Linked DNA regions of Rattus norvegicus: region 1 is linked to region 2. A link is a contact called in public Hi-C data. All regions are on one chromosome and are shown on one strand. The core of a region is the stretch at or near the end of the contact, and the rest is flanking DNA. Distances in the headings are between cores, read along the strand shown.

The links. A called contact is a pair of places that touch in the nucleus more often than the background predicts.
Region 1: a Hi-C map of liver shows a contact between it and region 2, with 4 times the contacts expected there. The contact joins two enhancer-like sites. A contact is called at or near these places in 8 of 12 Hi-C or Micro-C datasets (the A7r5 cell line, the Rat2 cell line, hepatocytes and 4 more).

The regions. Positions count from the first base shown.
Region 1 is chr5:129,145,448-129,150,229 of GRCr8, reverse strand. Osbpl9 (oxysterol binding protein-like 9) reads left to right here. Exons shown (of 23, transcript NM_001044234.2): 3 at 2,610-2,688. Among named protein-coding and RNA genes, the nearest start is that of Osbpl9, 43 kb to the left of the region's middle. Within about 2 kb of position 2,564, at least 44 of the 93 cell types and tissues checked have an H3K27ac peak or open chromatin away from gene starts, as enhancers often do. A contact at or near this core is called in liver, where this site is marked.
Region 2 is chr5:129,056,937-129,061,883 of GRCr8, reverse strand. Osbpl9 (oxysterol binding protein-like 9) reads left to right here. Exons shown (of 23, transcript NM_001044234.2): 12 at 2,965-3,077; 13 at 3,187-3,305; 14 at 4,103-4,188. Among named protein-coding and RNA genes, the nearest start is that of Mir761, 54 kb to the right of the region's middle. Within about 2 kb of position 2,118, at least 1 of the 93 cell types and tissues checked has an H3K27ac peak or open chromatin away from gene starts, as enhancers often do. A contact at or near this core is called in liver, where this site is marked.

The sequences.
Region 1 (4,782 bases), core at 1,315-3,814, 88 kb before region 2:
CCAGACTGAAGACAGATTGCATTAGCGAGCAATAAATTGGTGAAGGACTCCATTGCTGGTAGCTGTGGAGATGGTGACTTAGATACCAGCTCTGGGCAGGGGATAGCTTGGTGGAAGTTTGCCTAGCAGGCATGAGGCCCTAGCTTCAGTCCCCAGCACCAAAGGAGAAAAAAGCAAGAGATATAGTTCCAGATGAGCATATTTGGAGCACATCGAGGGGACGAGGGGACATCTGTGTAGCCCTTGTGATTGTCTCAGGTGATTAGATGATGGACAAATTTGGATTAAAACACAAAAGAGGGGCTGGAGAAATGGCTCAGTGGTTAAGAGCACTGACTGCTCTTCCAGAGGACCCAGATTCAATTCAATTCCTAGCACCCATATGGCAGCTCACAACTGTCTGTAACTCCAGTTATGAGGGATCTGACACCCTCACACAGACATACATGCAGGCAAAACACCAGTACATCTTGAAGGAAGGAAGGTAGAAAGAAACCCAGAAGAACAAACAAACATGCACTTAGAAGTGGGTTGATATATTACAGCTGGTTGAGTTATAACTTATGTACTGAGCCTGGGGATGTGGGTCAGTCTAGCATGTGTGAAGTGCTTGTCTAGTATGTGGGGAGTGCTTGTCTAGCATGTGCGAAGCCCAGGACTGGGTCCCCAGTACCATGTAAAACTGGGCATGATGATGCATATTCCCAGCTCTAAGAGTTGGAGGCAGGAATATCAGGAGTTCAACGTCATCCTGCTACATAGAATTAAGTCAACTTGAGCTATTTGAGAACCTGTATTCAAGAAAAGAAAGCTCGCATGCTGTACAGTATATTGATTTAATGTATATGGTTAATGTTTTTGGTATATTCATAGTGCAACCAGCATAATAGTACAGTTAATTTCAGAATGTTTTTTTTATCACTGAGAAGAATTAAATGCCAGCCAGGTATAGTGGTATGTGTCGTGATTCCATTGGAAGAATTATTTGAGCCCAGGAGTTTTGTCTCCAAAACAGCCTCCCTGCCCCTACTTATTAGCATTCAGTCCCTATTCACCCTACCCTCAAGGGACTGCTGAACTTCTTTCCATCTGTGTTTGTCCATGTGGTTATCTCCTTGGTGACAAGCTTCTTTGACACTGTTTCCAAGGTTCCTCCAGGTAGAGAGCACTTTTGGTAGCTGCACTCCGCTCGTTGTCTGCTCTTCTGGAGCAGAAGGCCCTCCAGAGCAAGGACCACGGTTATAATGAAACTATGGTCTTGGTTTTGGTTATTGAGTATTTGGACCCAGGGAATGATTGATTTATCAGAATGTCATGAGGTTCGCCCAGCTAACCACAAAGTGAAGTTAACCAGAATGACTGCCTTGGTGGTGGTGTTGAGGGTGGGGGTCCATGCTAGACTAGGAGGTGCCATGCAACTGACAGCCAGTCCTGGTCCAGCTGTGAGCTTCCTGTTGGGACTAGACTAGGTCTGTAGACATTTCCTTATTAAGAATGGGGACAAAATTTCTTATTATCCATTCTGAAACTGAAGACGAAGTAAGCCAGGTGTATAGAGCTTAGATTGAGGTGAGGTTTTTCTGTATTATCTCTGGGAAGAAATAAATAAATCTTTGACTCTTATTAGTCCTTTTAGGATAAGAGTAGTTACCCTACACACCACTTGTTTCATATGATAAGCTTTTTGTTTTGTTTCTGTTTTTTTCTCCAGTGTTTTGACTTTTCCTTTCAAGCTATCTTAAAACAGACCGTGTGAGAGTAATGTGTTCCTGTGGTATCCCTAGCTCCTTTGGGATATGCAAGATGCTGATGCCTTAAGAACATTGCCTAGTAGACTTTGATTTTGTGTCACTCCCCCCCACCCCGCCCCATTAATTCCTGTGTCTGAATATACAAAAAAAAGTTGAAAGTTTCTGAAACAGCCAGCCAGTGTAGCTCACTGCCCTCTTACTTCGGTCTGAGAGTCATGTCTTCTCTTAGAAACCATGCAGTACATAAACTTAAGTGCTGTGTGTCAAAATAAGAGAAAACTCCCGAGTTCCAAAACCGCACAGCAGTTTACAGGGAGGAGGCAGACACAGGCACAGACAGAAGCACTGTGTGAAAACCGTGGTGCCCCAGCAACACAAGTGGCTGGGGAGCATCTGGTTATTGGACGGTGTTTTGGAGCAAATGTCAGCTGGTGTTTCTACACTAACAAGGGTGGTGCAGACGCAGCCCCGTGCAGAGCACCTGCCGTCTTTGCACTGCACAACAACCTGGGGCGGTGTGGGTTTCTGACTCCTGTTTTAGAGAGCAATTTAAAGCTCAGAAGGGCTCGATGGCTGGCTGTTAAACAGATTACAGATTCAGCTTCTGTTTGTTCCTCCCACTGCATCCCCGTCCCTTATGCAAGGCATGGAAAGTCTGCGTGCAGGGTTCAGCTAGGGTGCCCTGCCAGCCCTTCTCCTGTAGTTCATCCTCAAGCAAAACAAGGTTCTCGGATTTCTCTGCTCCGGCTAGCCTGCTTCCAGTGTCCTCAGCGCATCGGGTGTTCCGGGGCTGTAGCAGTAGTGAATATTGCTGATGTCATTGTTTGCCTTATTGGGATTTTGCTCTTTGTCTCGCAGGGAGCTGTGATTGGTATAGACGACGAGGACGACAGCACCTTCACAATCACTGTGGATCAGAAAACCTTCCACTTCCAGGGTGAGCTGAAAAGAGAGCTTCTCTCCTCAGAGTCCCACCTGCTTCCCTCTCCCGTGGGTTGGTTGCTTGCTGAATGACTTGAATGGCTTTGCAACTGATCCTGCATGAACGAGTGCACAGGAACCTTCTGGATGAAGTGGTACTGCAGGTTAGGCAGGGATTTGTATCTGCAGTGGATGCACATTAATTGGAAGCGACTGTGGATCTGGCCGCGATTAGAGATTAAAAATTTAAAGGATAAAAACTCAGTGAAAGGCGAGAGTAATGGGCTGCTGCTGCTGCTGGCTTGTGCTTACAGAAGGTTGCTGAAGTTCTTTATGGAGGAGTGTGGTTCTGCTTCTGCATGAAGAGTCTAAGGACTGATTGTGAAGGCTGCAGTGTTTGTCCGTGTGAAGCTCAAAATGTAAATTCAACTGAAGCTAGAGGCAGCCTTTGCCTGAAAGGTTTTGCTCTGCTTCAAGAACTCTAAGTTTGCATTCATTCCATCTGCATTTCTGTGTCTTGTCTGCCAGCCATCATTGCTCTGCCATTCTCCTTTCTGTAGTTACTAACTCCAATGCCATCTGCCACTGCTATGTTCCGGCATTGCATGCTGTGGCTCACCGGTAGCAGGGGTAAGGCACGTATGTGTGGTCGCTCTCCTTTCATCTTGCTTTGAAAGCTCTAGACCAGCAAATAAAGCGGATTTAGTGATCTGCTGCTGTGGACCTGTCATCTGTTAGGAGTGCCTATTAGTTTTGATATTGGTGTTCTGTTGTTTCTCCTACCCAGAATAAGGTCTGTTTTAGGTTTAAAGCAATCCGGGAAACTTAGAAATGAGACTATTCGGAGATGTCAGTACTTTCTCTGAACTGTATGTGTGATCACCGTTATGGTTGCCAGATAGATCAAGGTGAATGATTACCAAGCACAGTTACAGCTTGAAAATGTTTTGGTTGTGAGGTCTGCTAGTGGCCCTATGTGCAATGGAAAGGTGCTTAGGTCACTGCCGTCCTCCGCTAGGACAGAATATCGCAGTTGTTTTTCTTCATTGTCTTGTTTAAGAGATGGACACATAGACATGAAAGATGCTGCCTGTGAACAATAAAGGCAGGCCAGCATACTCAGCAGTGACATCTCTAATGTGTCGTCATTTATCCTTGACAGAGTAACTGTGCTTGACAATGTTACTTGTTTAGAATTTCTTAAATAATGGTACTCCCCTGGAAATTTCCACTCCATTAACTTCATAAAACATTTTAATCATATAAAACAGCTCTATTTTCAGGTTAAATATGCAATGTTGCTCCTAATCTAATGCAGGTAGCTGGGACTCTTCACTCGAATGTAGTTGACTACTTCACTGCAGCTCTAGCAGAAGCTGCTGGACGCAGGGGCTGCAGCACAGGGCTCTGCAGTCACTGGGGAGGTGAGGCCTCTGGGCCAGAGAAGCTTTATTTGCTTGGTGGATCTCTGAGCACAGGCACCATACCTTAATTTATTTGTGTCAAACTGATCTCTTTAGCATTTTTAGATTTATGTGGCTTGCTGATAGAACAAGATATTCTTTAAATGATAAAAAGTAAGAATTTTCAAAACGAACTCCTAAGTTTCCAGAATGTCAGATTGTTTTCTACTACAGCATTTGTGGGTATTACGTAGCATGAACTTATACAAAGAACTTAAACTGCTCATTTATTTAGGTGATTAGGAAAATTACTTCAGATTTACAAATTTAATACAATGCATATTCAGTGTTTGGAAGAGCTTATGTTTTATAGTCTTTTTTTTAAATCTTCAGTTGCTGACAAGAACTGAAAGCAAATCTAGGTTCATACATATTATCATAGTATGTTCATAGTAGGTTCATATATATTATCATAGTATGTTCATAGTAGGTTCATATATATTATCATAGTATGTTCATAGTAGGTTCATATATATTATCATAGTATGTTCATAGTAGGTTCATATATATTATCATAGTATGTTCATAGTAGGTTCATATATATTATCATAGTATGTTCATAATAGGTTCATACATATTATCATAGTATGTTCATAGTAGGTTCGTATATATTATCATAGTATGTTCATTAGTAGGCTCATACATAT
Region 2 (4,947 bases), core at 869-3,368:
TAAATTTCTTACTACATTTTGTGTCTGGGGGGCTGTACCACAGTTAGCTGTGGGAGTCAGAGAACAACTTTCAGGAGTCAATTTTCTTTTTTCACTGTGCATGTCCTAGGATTGAACTCAGATCATCAGGTTTGCAGACACTAAGCCACCCCACCAGCCCAACTTTAGCTATCACTCTAAATGTAAGAGGATTAAATGTCTTTTGTCAATCAATAGATTTAAGATTTACCCATCTTTCTGCCAAAGTCCTCTAAAGGGAACGTTAGTCATCCATGATAAACTCTTCACAATGTCACCCAAGGTTTGTGGTCTAGTTTAAGTTTATTCTTGACATATTCGTGATTAACTCGGTCACGGGCGTGTCTACAGAACCATCCGTACAGTTTAGGCCCTGCCCTCTTTCCTCTTTCTGGTTCCCTCTCTATTCTCTATTTCCTGCCCCCTAATACACAGTGCACGAATCTCCCATTTGAAATGGCACAAATGTAAGCCCTGTGTCAGTCTAACATCCTGAGCTCCTCTCCTCCCTCTCTGTGCTATGCTCTCCTTGGATATCCTCAGCTTGGGTCTGAAACTCATGAAGAGTATGGGTACTTTGGGCCAACCTAGGTTCTTCGCTCTGTTTGTTTGTGATGTGGCTTTAAATACTCTCAAACTGGTATGCAGGCTAGCGTCCACATTGTCTCAAAGCCTGGCCCTGATTGAATAGGGTATTCATGTTCCCCGTTGCCTGTCATCTGGACTTTGAGTTGTGACACCTGTCACTGGCTGCTGCCTGAAGTTTTCTAACTCAGGTCAAGTCCTTGTGTATTTCTCTGTATCTTGAATGGAAGGGTGTTCCAGAGCCCGCACCCTTTCCTTTTTGTTACCCTCTCCTTGGGAACACATAGACCATATAATTGGCCAGTGTGGTTCCATGTCTGTACATCAGAAGACAGTGGTTCTGGGCATGCTAGACGTGCCTGATTCAGAAAACCCCTCTGCGTTGCAGCCACGGGCCATCAGGCCTTCACTGCTCTCTGCATCTGTGTTCTCAGAATGATCGTGCTTCATGTAAGTGCTCCATCATTGTACTAGTTTCCTTATGAGCTTGGATGGAAGCAAATGTTCGTGACCCCGTTCTTTGCTCTAAATGAGGTGAGCTGTGGAAGATCTGGAATTGATCCCGTGCTTCTGTTTGTTTCCACCTTGACACTAAAGTGTCCAACGTGTCATAGCTAGTCTTCTGCAACCATTAGTAAAGAGAAAAGGCACCACAAGCCTTTGGAATTTTATCAAAATAAAACTCATGTTTTATAGCAGTTGGGGTTTAAAGATTAATTTAGTATAAATCTGATATAAATTTGGTATAAAGTTGAGTTGGCTTAAAAGATTGATTCTATTTTGATGTTATGCCAAAACCAAATATTGTGACAAGAATTCTCATACAGTTCTTTTATGTAAAAATAATTTAATTTCTTACCTGGGTCTTTAATTCATTCCATCTTAAAATGAGTCAGATATGCTTGATATTCCCTTATGATGTATATTAACACTAAATAAGCAAAAAAGCAGGAAACCAAGGATTTTTGCAAAATAGATCGAAATAAGGTTACCTAGGCAACTATATTTAATGTAGGATACATGCATACTCTAATCTTAATTTTTAATATATTAATTTCATCAGAGGCCAGAAGATTTTTAGGTGGTAAAAGTGTCCGGTACATGTCATTGTTCACTTGTCTCTCATACTTAGGTGTTTAACAATGGGGTGAAGCCCGGACTGTATGCTCTGGGTGATCTATAGAAGCAGAGGTTGAGACCGTCTGCTGAGTAGAGCCGGCCATTGGGGGAGGCCTTGGTGGGGGGCCTTGGTGGGAGGCCAGCAGTGCTGAGCACCTGCTGATCATTTCTGCTGTGATGTAGTCAAGGCTCTTAAAGATCAAAAAACAACAACAGAGTTAACATATTTCACCAGAGGCGATACATTGTTCACAGATTTGTAAAACGACTTGGTATTCCATCTCTATGATGAGAAATTTTTGAGACAAGGTCTTATTCTATAGCCCTAGCTGGCCAGGGATTCATCTCAGTGTACACTCAATGGCCTGAGACTCACAGAGAATGCCTGCCTCTGCCTCCCAAGTTTAGGGACTAAAGGCCCGTGCCAGCATGCCCTTTGTGCCAGCGTGCCCTTTGTGCCAGCGTGCCCTTTGCTAATTGGATTTACATGTGGGCTCTTCTGGTAGATAGTGATGATTTTTAGAGGAGGCTCATTTTAGACCTTCTTAAACCTGTTTATAAAGTCATCTTTTTACCATAACCTGCTCTTAAAGACAGTTCTATGCCTGTAAATTGCCATAAATGTGTTTGTAAAAGTATTATACTTTAAAATGTTGTTATTTCAAATTTACTTTTTAAATATTGAGAAAAAGTATTAATCCTCTATGGACTTTGCTCAGGATCTCAGAAAATAAAGACAGGAACCCAAGACTTCCAGTGGATTACATTGCTGATTTGATTTTTGCAGAGTCACACTCTTGTAACTTAGGCTGGCCTCAAACTTAAAGCAGTTCTCCTGCCTCTGCATCCCAAATGCTGGAGGTCATAGGTGTGATCCGAGGCCCCCAGCTTGGACTGTTGCCATTTTGAAGAAATTGCCAGTCACTGGCCAGTCTCCATGTGCACAGAGAAATGAGGAAGTAAACTCGGGTTTCAGATTCGGGTGTAGAGGCAGAGACCGGCCGGCCTCCACCACCGCCCTCAGCCGGGCTCATTTGAGCTCACTCTGTACTCAGTGCAGGTTCAGTGTGGGGTGCATGTGGGCAGCTGCTTATAGAAGTTGGCTGTTTCTGCCGTCTCTCGGTGGACTGACTGATTTCCAGTAACTGTGCATCGACACCTGCCTTCCATGTTGCTCTCTTTTGCTAAAAAAGCTGACCTGTTTCACTGTTTATTGTTGTTGTTCTTTTTTTTTAAATTCAGTTCTTCTGGATCTGCCTCAGTCCTGACACACAGCAGCTCTGGAAATAGCTTAAAACGCCCAGACACCACAGAGTCACTGAATTCCTCCATGTCCAATGGCACAAGCGATGCTGGTGAGGACCCTCTGAGAACTTTGTTTCCGTAGAAATGTATGCACTACTGACAGGGCACCCCAGCCAATCCCGAGCCTGTCTAAGATGAGCATCTCCGTCTCCGTTGCAGATCTTTTTGACTCCCATGACGACAGAGATGAAGATGGGGAGGCAGGGTCAGTGGAGGAGCACAAGAGCGTTATCATGCACCTCTTATCCCAGGTCAGGCTCGGCATGGACCTCACAAAGGTAAGGAGAACCAGCACTGCGCTCCCTCTGCCGCACATGTGGGCTGAGTGGGTGGGTGACTGGTCACAAATGAGCAGGGATCTGCGTGGGCTTCGCTTGTCTCCTGTGTAGTGTGAAGTTTGAGATGAGCGATCGAGCATGTCTGTGGGTGAGTGAAAGGTAGTTCTCAGAGGTGACAGTGAGTGGGCTATATGGATTAAGAACTGAGATTGATTTGCAGTGAGAAATCCTCGCCAACCTCACCACCTTTAGATTCATGCCCTCCAGCATGAATGTATCTATTTAATATGAAAACTTTGGAGTCTGATAGGATCCATACTAATCTAGGCTAGTACTTGTCACACTCTGGCTTTGTGTTTCCTTCTAGGGGAGGGGTCTGTTGTTTCCCTCCAACTCCTTCACGTCTTATTTTCTGTGTCACCTCTACTACAGCCTTACTGTCCTCTAAGAAGCAACGTGATAAATAGGTTCTTAGCTGTCTTCTTCCTGGTTCCCCAAACAGAGCAAATTCCCTCAACTGGACCCCAGAGTACTTATGTTTTGTGTGATATTTGTCATATTTCATCTAAGATATAAGTGCTAGTGTCCTAGGGACAGCAGAGGTTTGCGCGGAGGAACATGGAGGCGTTTAGAGCCCCTCTAAGTTCCGCACCTGCTTGGCAGGCAGTGGCGTTCTGATCTGGGACACCTCGGGAAGTGGTTCTGTAGCTGGGGCCTGTGGTGGGTGTGAATGGGACGGATGAGGGCTTCCAGAAGTGTGGAATCTGGGTCTCAGGAGTCAAACATCTGTCTTACAGGTAGTTCTTCCAACATTTATTCTCGAGAGAAGATCTCTGTTAGAAATGTATGCAGACTTTTTCGCACATCCCGACCTGTTCGTGAGGTAACTGACTGTGCATAGTGGGTTTAATCTTTAAAGATGGTGCTGCTCCGTAGCTTTTTGTGCAGGTAGCACAGCTGGACCCTCCGTGTCCTCTCAAGGGTTTGGATATTGAATCTTCTGAGGACACGCTGCTTAGGTTGTGTGGCAGAGGGATTAGTAGGACATCAAGTCTGTCATCTACGGAACTCATTTAAAGTCTGTCTATTAATATAGGCAGGCAACTAGCATTTCAAAGGGCAAGGCTGTGAACTCACCTGAAATCCCCTTCTTCTTGCTCACCAAACCTTTCTAACGCACCTATCACTTGGCAGGTAGAAAGAAACAGTCCAACCTGAAGAAAGGAAAAGTTTGAAAGTCCAATTGCAGACTGAATCATGAGCTGTAACGTAAAGCCTGTGGTCTGAGCTGCGTGCCCAGGCAAAGAAACCACACCAGAGAGAGGTTGGCAGGGCCTCATCACTCTTCACTAGCAGCAGGCAAACGTTGTTGGCAGGAAATATGGAAGTCCATGCTCTCTGACTACATCCTTTGGGAGAACTAAAGCTTCCCAAAGCAACGTGCACATCATTGAGGTTTTGTGTAGAGGGACATACTAGCTAACCACAGAAGGGGAGGAGCCAGAGTGGCCTGTTAGAGAACTGTGGAACCAGTTCTTAAAGTGCAGAAATGTTAAAAATCTATGGTAGTGATAAATCTAAGACATAACTGACAGATGGGATCCATTGGTATTGCTGTCAATGTATCAGGTGATCATGACAG